Regions from separate parts of the Zea mays genome. Here region 2 is linked to region 1. Evidence: chromatin contacts called from public Hi-C data. All regions are on one chromosome and are shown on one strand. The core of a region is the stretch at or near the end of the contact, and the rest is flanking DNA. Distances in the headings are between cores, read along the strand shown.

Region 1 (7,101 bases), core at 1,909-4,408:
CACAGTGACAAAAATAAACAAATTGTGCTACTCACATTTTAATCATGGTTCATATGGTTATACCTGTACTCCCATACAAAAGTTAGGGTATAATTTTACTAATGAAGTTAGTTAAATGTGCAGGAAATCTTGTCGGAAACCCCTATTAAAGAGAGGAGCAGTATCATCAACCCCCTTTTGCAGAGCCAGCTTAAAAATGTTAAAGTTACTCACCGGGTATCTCTCAGTCTCTAACTTTGTTAGTGTTCATGGACAGACAAAAAGTTTCAATTTTATCTCAAAACATACCAATACAGGTGGGGTGTCCTTTGAACTACGATACTCTGAAGGAAACAATAATTAACGTACGAGAATCTGCCAAGTCAGATAAAGAGGTTCCACTGTCAATAGTTGTGATATCTGACAGAGACTGGTTTGTTGGAGGTACCAGTAAATTAACGAGGATGTTTATCTGTTATCATCATCGGTGATGGTATTTTTTATCATCATATGATAATTATTATAAGTGAAGTTTTATTTGTAACTTTGGTTCCAGCAGATGCTGCACAGGCTGATAAACAGTTGGCATACACCCTTCTTCTTGCTGAAAACATTTGCCAGAAACATGGCGTTATGGTCAGCTCCTAACTAACACTTCAGTAATAATGTTTATAATGCAATAACTGAACCTGCACGTTCGCATCAAAGTATCTATTAATCTCAAATGTGACCAAGAATAAACAAGCCATTTAGTGAGATACAATCGGTTCCATGATGCTACTTTATTCTTTGTTCTCCCTTGACAGCATAACTTAAATTGGATCCTGATGTGGTTCAATTAGCCATTATCCAATGTTTTTTTCTTATAAATATAAATATTCCTACTCTAAGTCCAAAAAGACACCATTTTTTTTGTCATCTGATTTTCATTTGAAATGCTTTTTAGGTTGAGAATCTTGTATCAGAAATCGTTGACATGGGACTAGGAAAACAAGTAAGAATTTTCTAATATATTAAATTGCTCAAGCCGTGGAAATATTTAAATTTGGAAAAAAATCTTGACTTCTTCATTTTATATAGATATCTAAAATAAGACCATCCCTTTCATTTATTGGAGCAGAGGAAATAATGAGTCGTGTGACAGCACAAGGTTGGTTATCTGTTTTGTTTCATTTTCTTTCAAGTTCTTTTCCTAATGATAACAATGGAATGTAGTTGCGGAAAGTAGTGAGCTGAATGAAGTATGGAAGGATATCCTGAACGCTGAAGGCGATGAGATCTATATTAAGGTACTATTGCTATAGTTGGTGTTCCCAGCACATTATAGCCTGCCTGTGGTCCTTAAAGCATGTACACTGCTGCGTTTATTTCATTTTAGGAAATTGGGCTGTACATGAAGGAAGGAGAGAAAATATCATTCTTGGAGCTCTCTGAAAGAGCAGTTTTACGCCGTGAAGTTGCGATTGGTTACATCAAGGACGGCAAGCAGGTAATTTGTTTTCTTTGTTATTTGTCAGTTTGTGTGGAAATTATGTTCTAAGTACACAAGGTCTTGTTAAGATCATCTTTTTGTTCAGATGCCATTAAAATTCTATTGACCTGATTTGCTTAGACATGAGGTTCTTGGTCATTTTGAATGTGAGCAGCTATAATCTGCTAGGTGCTGATAACGAATATTTACTTTGTCCCATGGCAGCATATTAATCCTATCAACAAATCGGAGCCGCTGTCCCTTGAAATGAATGATTCGCTCATTGTGATATCGGAGTTTGAAGGTGAACAACCAATTATGATGGGCGGAGAAACTTCAGGATGAAATTTTCAGCTTTATATCTCTTCACAGAAACTCTAACAACTCTTGCTACCATGAAGAGATGACATATAACCTGTTTATAATCCTTTTCTTTTTGTACAAAGGGAAAGCAAAATATAGTTTAAAGGCCACAAATCAAGTTTTGTTCCTCCCATAGCCGTAGAACTTCTTTGATGCAAATATTTTACTGCACAGTTTAACCGCAGAATCTTTTCTATTTATCTGTAAACATAGTGAATAACACAGGCAACTTGTATGGTACAGATGTCTGAATAAAGGAAGGATGAAGGAAAATTGATTGACTATGTTCCTTGTTGTTTCCTTCTGACTAATGAATACAATGTTTCCATTTTTTTAGTCCTGAGCTAGACAAAATCAGCTAGGTATGGCCTTGCTGTTCTCTTTGGGAGATAAATTCGTCGCCTCTAGCATTTGGCACAAGAAAAGTTTGTTTTACACTTTGCTTCATTAACCAAGCCACTGCTTCAGCCTTTTGGGATCTAAGAGGTCTGTTAAATATTCTTCTTCTCTTGCTTGTCCATTTCTTTTACCTACAGGCTGCATCTCCGCATATATACATGCCATCATGAGATGCTCCCAAACCTATACTGACGCACAACGATCGACAGAAAGCCATTCAGGCTGCTATATCTGAGCCAGTTACTGAGAGACGAGGACATCATTTTGATGCTTCTGCTTGATGGATGCTTCGTTGACAACATCTTATCGTGGCATGATCGGAAGGAATGACACATACTGCCCAAAGTTGGATGCTAGATGTCTGGACGAGGAACATGGAACTCCAGCGGGAAATGCCTTTGGAGTGAAGCTTGGTGGCCAATTGGCCATGATCATGAAGTATCTCCCAGCTGGAACGCACACCTTTTTCTTAATTTAATAAAAAGAAAGAAGGGATAAGTAAAAATACTGGAATGCGCAAGACTCCGCTGCAGCAATGCACGCTGCCTGAAATTGAAATCCGGACCTAAACTGATGGATGGAGCCACTGCCAATTCTACCAGCATCTGCTTCGGATTCTACAAAGAAACTCGAGACTGACGGCGGTATTAGTGTTCAGTATCAAGAACAAATGAGGCGGCGGAGTCGTTTTGAGGAGCTGTTCTGACTCCTGGACATCATTTTCAGCAGTGACGTGGTAAAAATCCCTCGGCAAATTCGTTTTGATCAGTGAAAGCATTGGGCTGGAGCCTGGAGGTCAGCAAGACAAACGTCGCAGTATCCGTGGATCCGCCTCGCAAATTCGTTTACGTAAACTCTCTCTTAGAGGATCGTAAACTACGCCTTCACAGTTGATTAGCGGGGGCCTTTAGACCGGAGGAAGACGCATTCCACAGTCCACACACACCACTACACCAGACGAACCGTCTATCTGGCCAGGCCTCGCCACGCCTATCCGCACCCTCCCCTCCCCTCCCCTCCCCTCCCCTACTCTCTCGGAAGCGGCGCCGCTGCCGCCGCAGCGGCGAGGAGCCAGCCATGGCGGCGCACGCGACGCTCCCCTTCTCCTGCTCCTCCACGCTGCAGACCCTGACCCGCACCCTCTCCTCGCGCGGGGCTCACCAGCTCCGCGGGGGCTTCCTCCGCCTCCCCTCCCTCGCGGCGCTCCCGAGGCTGGCCCACCCCTGCCGCCGCCACGTCTCGGCGTCCGCTGCGGCGGCGCCCAATGGCGCCTCCGTTGAGGGGGAGTACGACTACGACCTCTTCACCATCGGTGCCGGGAGCGGCGGCGTCCGCGCGTCGCGCTTCGCCTCCGCGCTCTACGGCTCGCGCGTCGCCATCTGCGAGATGCCCTTCGCCACGATCGCCTCGGACGAGCTCGGTGGCCTCGGCGGCACGTAAGTGGATGCCTCTCTTGTTCATCTACTGTATTTGGCATGTACTCCGTGTATTTTTGCTTGGCCTGATCGTGCCTTCGCCACATAGTTTGCTTCAGTTTTGCATCTGCCATTCACACGGTTGGCATGAACTTCTCATGCAGTGATAACAACTGGAGGGTGATTGCCTAGCAAACTGACTGGTGACTGCGCATTTAATTGACAGTGTTGTTTGGCGGCGAGATGTTTTTGTTGGGACTACACCTCTGTGTTACTACCATGTGCATTAATAGTTTTTTTGAACGCGTATTTGGACCGAGAACACTAAATGCAATCGCACATCAAATGGCATAATATTATTTTTATGATTTTTTTGGGTCTGATTATTGACTGATGATGTCACTTTTTGTGATGGAGATGTTGGCCTGATGTTACATCAGTGTTTGAGCTACATGATTTTCACTTGCACAATTTGTGGTCATTCCAACTTTTGTACAGTAGCAAATATGTGCTCATAAAACTCTGATTCTGCTAGAATGTTAATTGAAGTGTGAGACTTTTATCAAAAGTGTGTGCAACTTTTGATAAACGCTTGAAAATTTGCTGTTTCTACTAGAGTGTTAATTGATTATTTTTTTTGGATGTACAATAGGCTCACCTTCAGAAATTGCAAGCCCTTCTGTCTTGCCTGTGCCACTGTAATATAGCCTGTTTCAGCACTTAGAAACCAAGAACGTGGAACTTGGCCACATTCCTCGTTCTGGGAACAATCTCGTTCCCGTAGTGTTAGAACCCAGTTTTAGTAGAGTACAACATACCACATTCCCATTCCTCGAGCTCATCGATCCGGGAACCTGGTTACTAAGTTTCAGCATTTGCAGCTTAATAATTTTGGACAGAACTGGACCTCACATTTGATTTGATGACCCTATGCATATTACTAAATGTTGAGGAGATGCAAAATGCTTATGTGGTACAATGTAGTTGCAGAATATACCACATTACTACAATGTTCCTTTGTCTATCTAATTTCTAATCTGCCTATTCTTGGTAGGTTGTTAACCATTTATCGTAAGACATTTTTCTATGAATATCTTTTAGCCTGTCTATCCTGTGTTTGCGACCAAACTAATTTATATGAAATCTGCTTGGTACTTAGCAGTCAATTCTATATTGAGCCTTGAAATATGCTTTATTTGTTGACTTTTTATGTATATCACAATGCTTTTTTTTTGCATCACAGATGCGTGCTTCGTGGATGTGTTCCAAAGAAATTGCTAGTGTACGCATCCAAGTACTCTCACGAGTTTGAAGAGTCTCGTGGATTTGGATGGACATATGAGACTGATCCGAAGCATGATTGGAGCACTCTCATAGCCAATAAAAATACAGAGCTGCAGCGCCTGGTTGGCATTTACAGGAATATTTTAAACAATGCAGGAGTCACTCTGATCGAAGGTCGTGGAAAGGTTGGGTGATGTTTGTATATCAGGTTATATATTGGATAAGACTGTTCCCTGAAATGAATACTGTATAAAAAGGCGTGTTTGGTTATGTATTCTTTTTCTTAATGCAGATAGTCGATCCTCATACTGTCAGTGTGAATGGTAAGCTCTACACTGCTAAGCACATACTAGTTAGTGTTGGTGGCCGACCATCGATGCCAGATATCCCTGGTATAGAGCATGTTATAGATTCGGATGCTGCGCTGGATTTGCCTTCAAAACCTGAGAAAATTGCAATAGTGGGAGGTGGGTATATTGCTTTGGAGTTTGCTGGCATTTTCAATGGCTTAAAGAGTGAAGTCCATGTGTTTATTCGTCAGAAGAAAGTTTTAAGAGGATTTGATGAAGAGGTGAGCATATATTTAGAAGATCAAAGATATCGTTAATAACAGATAAACTGTATTGCTTCTGTGTTTATTTTTTGTTCTGCTTTTTTAATGCACAGGTTAGAGATTTTGTCGCTGAACAAATGTCTTTAAGGGGCATCACGTTTCATACAGAACAGAGCCCTCAAGCTATAACTAAATCAAATGATGGTCTGTTATCTTTGAAGACCAATAAAGAAAATTTTGGTGGGTTCTCACATGTAATGTTTGCAACAGGTCGCAGACCAAATTCAAAGGTAGTAACACAGAGCACTTGCAGTTCTTGAGATTTTACACATATTGATTCATTCATTCTAGTTCCTGACGTGAAAGGACCTCTAGCTGAGTTGGTTAGGTGGTATTCTTCTTAATACAATACTCGAGTGCTTTCTTACGCCTTGTAGGTCGAGTTTTTTTAATTCTAGTTCCTGACATAGTTTCAATCCTTGTAGAACCTTGGACTGGAAGCGGTGGGGGTTGAAATGGATAAGAACGGTGCAATAGTGGTAGGTTATTACAATAACTGGTGCCAAGTTTCTCATTTTGTTTGTCGCTCTAACCTTTGGTGCTTTTGCAACAATTTCGTGCTAGGTTGATGAGTATTCACGTACCTCAGTTGATTCCATTTGGGCTGTTGGAGATGTTACCAATAGGGTCAACCTGACACCAGTTGCACTGATGGAGGGTGGGGCATTTGCGAAAACTGTCTTTGGCAATGAACCTACCAAACCAGATTACAGGTATCTACATTTATCATATCATCACCAGGAATCTTGAACACCACATATTCATGGTGGCTGTCTTATGGCTCATTTGACTTACCTATCCAGCTAGAACAGACTTTGAGCTTTCTACTAAAAACATAATCGATCTCACTATTTTATTGTTATGGGCAGCTGGCTGGGCTCCTTAGGCTGGTTTGGCACAGTAGCATGCCGGCATGGCCCTTACTGTAGCACCCTCTCCCTCAAGGTTACAGTTAGTTAGAGATATTATTAGGGTTATTACTATTACTTTAGATCTATTCCTTAGGAGTCAAATAGACCTTTATATAAAGGAGAGACGTGCCAATCAAAGGCAAGTAGGAAATTAATGTAATTCCCCTCTTGTGTTCTTCCCTCTAATCTATGATCTAGTCCTCATCCCCAACAAGCTGACTCTACCCCAGGGACAGACCCAGGGCCCAGCTACTCTGGGCTCCTACCTGAGCTCCAGGTCTAGCGCTCATTAGGGTCCTATGCATCAGATGGTGCAAGGTTGCTCTGATGTCCTAAGCACACGAGCTGAGAAGAGACGTAGTGTACTCGCTCACTGGAATCAGATGATACTATAGTAGTACTGCCAGACTACCAATGATTTTTCACGTGTTTGCTTTTGTGGTTGCTGGCCATGTTAATTAACTATGGGGCTGTTTGGTAGCCTAGTACCACCCTAGGTAGGCTGCAATAAAGCAACAGAGTTTGTTTGTTTACATATACCATAAACCTTAGCATGGGCCCAGTAGTGCAGAAAGGGCTGCTAGCCTAGCTAAGTACGTCAGATTGGAGCATTTCCATTTTCCAGCTGGCTAGGCTACGCCGTGTAGAATCTTCTATGCACAGAAA
Region 2 (7,101 bases), core at 1,271-3,770, 400 kb after region 1:
TGGGACCCTTCTATTGAGCAACGAACAGGGTAAAGGAAAGTGAAGCCTGAAAAGGATCTATTTACCTCCAAGAAACGACGGCGGCGGGGGCTTTCAAGTGTACATGGAGACCCCATTGCAAAGATTCAAAACCAAACGCAATGTCTCCATACTGGAAAGCAATCAGAGTTTGGGACCCTTCTACTGAGCAACAAACAGGGTAAAGGAAAGTGAAGCCTGAAAAGGATCTATTTACCTCCAAGAAACGACGACGGCGGGGGCTGGACGCACGTTGAGGCAGCGGCGGCGTCGCTGTCGGCGCTAGCAGCGTGGTCGTTGTGGTAAGAAGGAGCAAGCAGACCGAGAGCCTTCTAGGCGGTGCCGGCGTGTTTTCCTTTTTTTTATTGACCAGAGGAAGCTAGAACGGTAGTGGTAGAGCAAGGCACGTGCGCAGGTAAAGCAAAAGAAGCTACCGGCAGCCACGCGTACGGCGACGATGCTAAACGGCGTGTAGACGTGCGGCTCAGGTTTTTCAGCTAATTGCTACCGGTAGCCACGCGTACGGCGACGATGCTAAACGGCGTGTAGACGTGCGGCTCAGGTTTTTCAGCTAACGTGGACCGTGCGTACGTGGAGGAAGCCGCATCGGCTTAATAGAAAGAAATGGGCCTATAGACACCCACGGAATGGACCAAAACTGTCAAGTCTGCTCCAGGCCCATGTAAATTTTGGTGGGATCTATAAAGTGTAACATTTTTTACCTCACCAATAATGAATGAAATTAGAAGGCTTGAAAGTTAACAATAAGTTTTGACTCAGAGTGAACAAAAATATTTTATCAATACAACTCACCATTAGATTATCTTCACTTAACGATTTCATCAGTTGTTATTGATCAAATATTTGTAGGGATGTCAAACATGTCAGTATTATCGGCTTAAAAGCAGCTAGGGTCTTTGTCAAAGGCACACAATGTTTCTTCATCCCAGGAACACAAATTCGCATTCATGTGTATCATAGGTTTATAACTATCTTTCACGTAGTCTTTATTGTACATTTTGTGGCTACTGATTTTCTTCTTATTTGTTGTCCAATTATATCCAGAGAATGTTATCGAAAGGATCTTGAATTGAAGCTGTACATGTGAAATTATTTATAGAAACAACTATCTGAATTGTTCTTGGTAACAACAAGCTTCTGTTTTTCGGATTTTCTTGTACGCAGACCACCTCCACCTACATCACGAAGTTAAGTTCACTCCTACCCTGCTCATATCCTCTTGTGGCTATTTTTTTTAACAGTTCTGTAAAGGAATTGACTGAATATTCATCATGCACATTAACACCTTTATTTAATAGTTCTAGCAAGGAATCGACTGTGAGCATTCATCATGCACATTAACACCTTTATTTAATAGTTCTGGCAAGGAATCGACTGAAATCTTGGAGGCGTGAAGCCTTTCCTACCCCCTCACGCCTTGTTGCTACCTTGGAGGCGTGAAGCCTTTCCTCCCCTCTCTGGCGCAGGAGCAACAACTGTCTCTGCCTCCATGACTTCACGCCCACATGACTTCACGCCCAGGGAGGAGTTGAAATCTTTAGAAAATTACTTAGACTTGGCTCAATATTTAAATATTTTAATAACACTTGCTATATAGTATATAAAATGAACGGTATGATTTGCACCTTAGGGGGCTAGAACGACCAACTCGCCCACATGACTTCTTGTTACTTCTATGTTTCCTGTAATCTATACATTAAGCTTCACTTTTTCTAGAAATTGAGCTGCTAATGCTATCAGTTGTTACACCATCTTTTTTCCTGATAACAATATTTAGGTTGTGACCCCATACATGCAATTCAAGGATTGTGAGTGGCAACTTGAAGAGACAAAATTTCAGTATGCCTTGGTATTTCTGGAGCCTCTGTGAAAATACTAGACTCTCAATATGGTGTAGGTTGTTTGTCGGAATGCTAGAGCGGAATATGATGTCCTTCGTCATGCTCGTGCAGGGCTACAACACGCATGACATGAATAGAGCATGATGATGCTGGTGAACACCTGGATGAGAGTTGGGATTCCGCGTCATCGCTATAAACAACAAGCAACACGGTGTGCGTCGTCTGCATATGTAACCTTTGACTGTCCAACTTCATGGTACATGTGAATTCGTAAATATTTATATACAAACGTGTGTCGGGATTGCTTGGATCTCTTTTAATAAAACTGGCATACTTCAATATTTATTATGATTATTGAGTTGATTCTTACTAGCATTACTAAACAATGGCCTATGTGTGCACTGTTATTCCCGTTGCAACGCACGGACATATACCTATATATATAATCATGATATTATATGTTCCCGTTGCAACGCACAGACACTCACCTAGTAGAAAGAAATGGGCCTATAGACACCCACGGAATGGACCAAAACTGTCAAGTCTGCTCCAGGCCCATGTAAATTTTGGTGGGATCTCATCCGAACAGGCCTGGACCTGGACTCCGGTCCAGGTTATCCATGCGGCGGAGCTCTCTTCGTCTCCCGTTCCCCCTAACGCGTGCGCTCCTTCGCCGACTGGGCGACCGCCGCCGCCGGCCTCGCCCAGGTCTCCGTCCGGCCCTACGACAGGTTCCATCGGGCCCTTAGCCGGCGACAAGCACCACCAGGTACGGCCACTTATTCTCTTCCGTTCCTACTGTACGAAACCGACCACCCAAACCCTAGCTTAAGCTGTTTGTTTTCGGATCTGTTCTAATTGCAAGTTTATAGATGATTACGCCTAGTAACTTCGATTCTGTATGCAAAACATTATCTGGTGTACACCCATGTCTTTTGCTGCGTCCGCCCCTGGGTGTGGTGGGGTTGGACAATGCTGGAAAAGAAAGGGGCGGTGAATTATTTTGTGCATTTGGTCTAGCTTGGGATCAGAAGTTTGTTAACCTTTCCAATTATTAAAGGTGGGATGCTTTCTTATTAACGAATTGTAGGATTGTCTTAACTCTTAAGCCATACAATCCCATTCTTAAATTTTGAATATCATCATGAAATGCGGCATGATTGTGTACTATTCATGGTTATTAAAGCGTTAAAACGTTGAAGCGCTCGCAAGTACTTTTTGAATTTAAAACGTTTAAGTGAGCTTTAAAACATCTTTTTAAACACCATGGACAAAATATCAATATAACATAAGTTCACATAATAATATCAAGGGAAATACCAACCTCTCATAATAACAAGTTCTAAGATGACATGTCCATAATCACAAGCACACAATCAACTAAAACACAAGTTCTAAGTCTGTGTCCAGTAGATCGTGCATATAGTCGTGCAAAACACCGTTTTCACTGTAGATAGCACTGTTTGCAGAGTGGAGTTTGAAATAGGAGGTGGGATAGGGAATGGGATAGGAGAGTTGCTGGAGATAGCCTAAAATGACATGTGACAACCACAGGCACATAATCAACTAAAATGACATGCCCACAACCACAATGGCACAAGCATCACTCTCAATCTCCCTTCCATCTATGATCTTAGCAGCGTTTTCCTGAAACGTTCTAGCGCCTTAGGCACTTAGCAGCGTTTTGGCGCTTGAAAGGCGTTTAAAAGGCGCTTAAGCGACTTTTAAATAACAATGGTATTATTTGGGCCTTCTAGCATGTTATGGCAAGCAATATACCATTCTTTCATTTCTCATTTTTATGGGATTGAGGTTGTCTGTTTAAATGCACATGCCGCTCTGTACATTACTCTGAAGCTGCATCCTGCCATGCTGTCCTTTTTTATTTCATTGTGCCTGTTGAACACCAGGTGCACTTTCTCTATTCAGAGACTGATTAGGAGTTCGAGGAGCAAATCAATTCGTACCAAATATAACCAAGCTTACATGGCTAAGCCAAGTGATTCATCACATCATGGAGTTGTGGACAATAGCTCCAATGGATCCCAGGCTAGGCGTGAGGAAGCTGGGAAACTTGGTCCATCGTGGTATTTCAGTAGAAGGGAAATAGAGGAAAACTCTCCATCCAGGAGGGATGGCATCGATTTGAAGAAAGAGTCTAGCATTCGGAAGTTATATTGCAAGTTTCTACAAGAGTTGGGCATGGCGCTTAAAATGTAAGATTGGGACATTTATTTTCTTATCTTATATATTGTTGGCTGTTCTTTGTGTTCCACTTTCTACAAATTCTAATAACACTATTTAAAATGAAGTGCTACTTTGACGTTTCCGTGATGCTGATTATTTTCAAAATATGTGTTCTATATCAGCTTATGTTTGCTCATTTTTATATAGTTACTTGTGTGGTGAGATGAACATATCTACAATTATTTGTGGTAACGATGTATAAATATCTTTTTCCCAATAAATAGCTGTGTAAGTTTGACTAAGGATGTTCATACTATAATCAAGAAGAGAAATTTGTATAGTTGTTATTGCATAATTTAAATTTTGGCATACTTGAGATTTTGCTGGTGTTTATTTGTGTGTGTGTGGTTGATCTTGGTTGTTATTGCTAAAGTATGCCATTTCCTCAGTGGTTATATAACCTTAATGCAACTTGCATTCCTTGTGTGAATCCTTCAGTTTTTTAAGTTTTATTATATTTAATGGATCCTGCATTCACACCAAGTTTGTCAAAGTAAATACTTTTCGCTCATCCTTTTATCTCGTAAAATCTACCTTACCTGTGCTGTTTTTAGGCCCCAAGTGACGATTGCCACAGCAATGGTATTCTGTCATCGTTTTTACCTTCGTCAATCCCTTGCAAAAAATGATAGACGAGTAAGTCTAATTCGATGATTGTCTCTAGTTTTGGTTGTCCATGGTTGCCAACATTTCCTTTAAGCTTTATAAGTTATAACTGCATTGCCATAGAAACTTTTATATTTTGATATAATTTCATTTTTGCCAAGTTTTCAATTATTTGGCTTTTCCATTTTGTATCCCAGACTACTAACAGGATCTTAGTAATTGATAAGAGAAACTACAGGTTCATTTTTCACATTTTCTCTTGCATTCGTGTTAGAAACCAAATTCTTCTAGTATCTACTATGATGTGAACTCTTTGATAGTGAGATACTTAGATATAGATTTACTCCTTCAAGCTAGGTATCACCATGTGGAATGTATTTTGTTTCTAAAGAAAGGTACCAATACTTTTGAATCTAATATCCACACAGATAATCGCTACTGTTTGTATATTCTTGGCTGGAAAAGTTGAAGAAACACCTAAACCTTTGAAGGATGTCATCGTGGTTTCTTACGGGATTATTAATAAGAATGATCCTAAGGCTAGTCAGAGAATCAAGCAACAGAAGGTAATGGTGTAAGTTGTTTCTTATTTTGCTCCAGAAGTCCTGATACTGTCTAGTTTTAACCGCATGATTATTATGGTTCAGCTAATATTGTTTCATACTCTTTATTTTGGAACTAGTTTTTTTAACTTTGTAACCCATTGTGTTGTACACCTCTAGGATGTGGTTGTATTCTTGTATAGTTATTTATGCAAGAAAACGTTAGGTTTTAGCCCCATTTTAATATGTAGATTCAAATCTTGCTACAAAATCTTAATGCAAAAGTAGTTGAGATCCACTTATCATCCTGAGTTTGATTGCACATGCTACTAGTATCAATGCTTAACGGTTTATGATGCTTAACAACCTTCACTTACAAAATGATAATGGCCATCAATAGCTGCCATTGTATAATTGTATGCCCCCATTATCAGCTTATGGTTGCTCAAATCATCCCAAGGTGCTATCTAAGCTGAACTGTCTAATCCTGAAAATGTTTTTTTATAAAAAAAGTTATGCTCCTTTGTGTCGAGCAGTCGAGCATGAACGTTATTGACAGTGTTATTCTTTTGCGCTTCCTGCTTCGGAATCTACATAGAGTTTATTTTCTGCATGCACCAGTTTCTATTTGGTTCAAAAGAAAGCCATTTATGTAAGAGTTGTTTCAACTGATATTAGTGCTTGTACTGCCTATTGCAGGAAATCTATGATAAACAAAAAGAACTTATTTTACTTGGAGAGCGAGTTGTACTTGTAACACTTGGGTTTGACCTTAATATTAACCATGCCTATAAGCCCTTGGTTGAAGCAATAAGGAGATTCAATATTGATAAAAGAAGTCCACTTCCTCAGGTTGCCTGGAATTTTGTAAATGATGGGTATGCTAGTGCTACCCTTTCTGTCTTTTGAAATTACAGTTCACAGTTGTGTATCTACTACACTTAATGTTGTGCACTGTACAGGCTGCGTACTTCGCTTTGCCTGCAGTTTGAGCCTCATCATATTGCAGCTGGTGCTATCTATTTGGCTGCTAAATTTCTCAAAGTGAATCTCCCATCTGATGGTGATAAGATTTGGTGGCAGGATTTTGATGTCACGCCACGACAACTTGAAGGTTGGTCCTTATTTGCGAAGTTAGTGAGAAATGTTTCCACTCGCTCTACTTTGTCTATTTGTTCTGCATATGTTGTGATTGTTATTGATTGAATTGGCACCATGTGTTTGGTGTGTCAAATTGAATTTTGTTCCTGTGGAAGTCCAGGTTTTGAAGGAGTGAATAAACATAATAGATACTTAACTTGATAACTTTGTGTTTTCTTTCTTTACTGCTAGCAGTTCTTGACGAACTGCAGCTCCATTGAACTTATATTCAGTCTAAAGTAGGAATATCACAATTTTTACCACTCCATTAGTTAAGCACATGGTTTATTACTTTATTTTTTGTTAGATTGTTTATAAAGATGGAAATACATTTCAATATTTCATGCCATGTTACCGTTTGGGTTTTTGATGTCTAAACTTTTTCATACCTTGATTCATTATACAATTTAATTTCCAAAACTTACCTTTTAGCCAATTTATTTAAATTCTAGCATGTTTGAGCCAATTCATTTTTCTGTTGCAGACTGCAGTAGCAAATTTTTAAGGCTAATCTAAGAAAAATAGGCACAATCGGAAGTGTACATTGTTATGTAGACCAAAAAAGCGTTTCGAGAAAAAAAATTTAGACCAAAAAAGGCTGGCCAATTGATAGACTTGCATTAGGCAATTTTCTGAACATGTTATGATATTCTGCCCCACCAAAATATGGAGTTCTATTTTCTATG

Evidence for each region. A called contact is a pair of places that touch in the nucleus more often than the background predicts.
Region 2: a contact with region 1 is called in a Hi-C map of tassel, with 2.6 times the contacts expected there. The contact joins the promoter of LOC100217076 here to the promoter of LOC541986 in region 1. A contact is called at or near these places in 5 of 25 Hi-C or Micro-C datasets (ear, endosperm, leaf and 1 more).

The regions. Positions count from the first base shown.
Region 1 is chr1:13,068,775-13,075,875 of Zm-B73-REFERENCE-NAM-5.0, forward strand. It overlaps LOC541986 (glutathione reductase 1), which reads left to right and starts at 3,159. Exons shown (of 11, transcript NM_001305818.1): 1 at 3,159-3,648; 2 at 4,871-5,096; 3 at 5,204-5,482; 4 at 5,578-5,754; 5 at 5,950-6,003; 6 at 6,089-6,237. The coding sequence starts at 3,290. LOC103631754 (putative ion channel POLLUX-like 2) reads left to right here. Exons shown (of 24, transcript XM_008653068.4): 17 at 124-216; 18 at 297-423; 19 at 536-615; 20 at 926-973; 21 at 1,060-1,129; 22 at 1,195-1,268; 23 at 1,358-1,468; 24 at 1,676-2,102. The coding sequence ends at 1,795.
Region 2 is chr1:13,468,575-13,475,675 of Zm-B73-REFERENCE-NAM-5.0, forward strand. LOC100217076 reads left to right here and starts at 2,521. Exons shown (of 7, transcript NM_001348788.1): 1 at 2,521-2,649; 2 at 3,810-4,096; 3 at 4,682-4,763; 4 at 5,162-5,299; 5 at 5,975-6,153; 6 at 6,238-6,389. The coding sequence starts at 3,867. It overlaps LOC111590578 (a long non-coding RNA gene), which reads right to left and starts at 151. Exons shown (of 4, transcript XR_002749714.2): 1 at 66-151.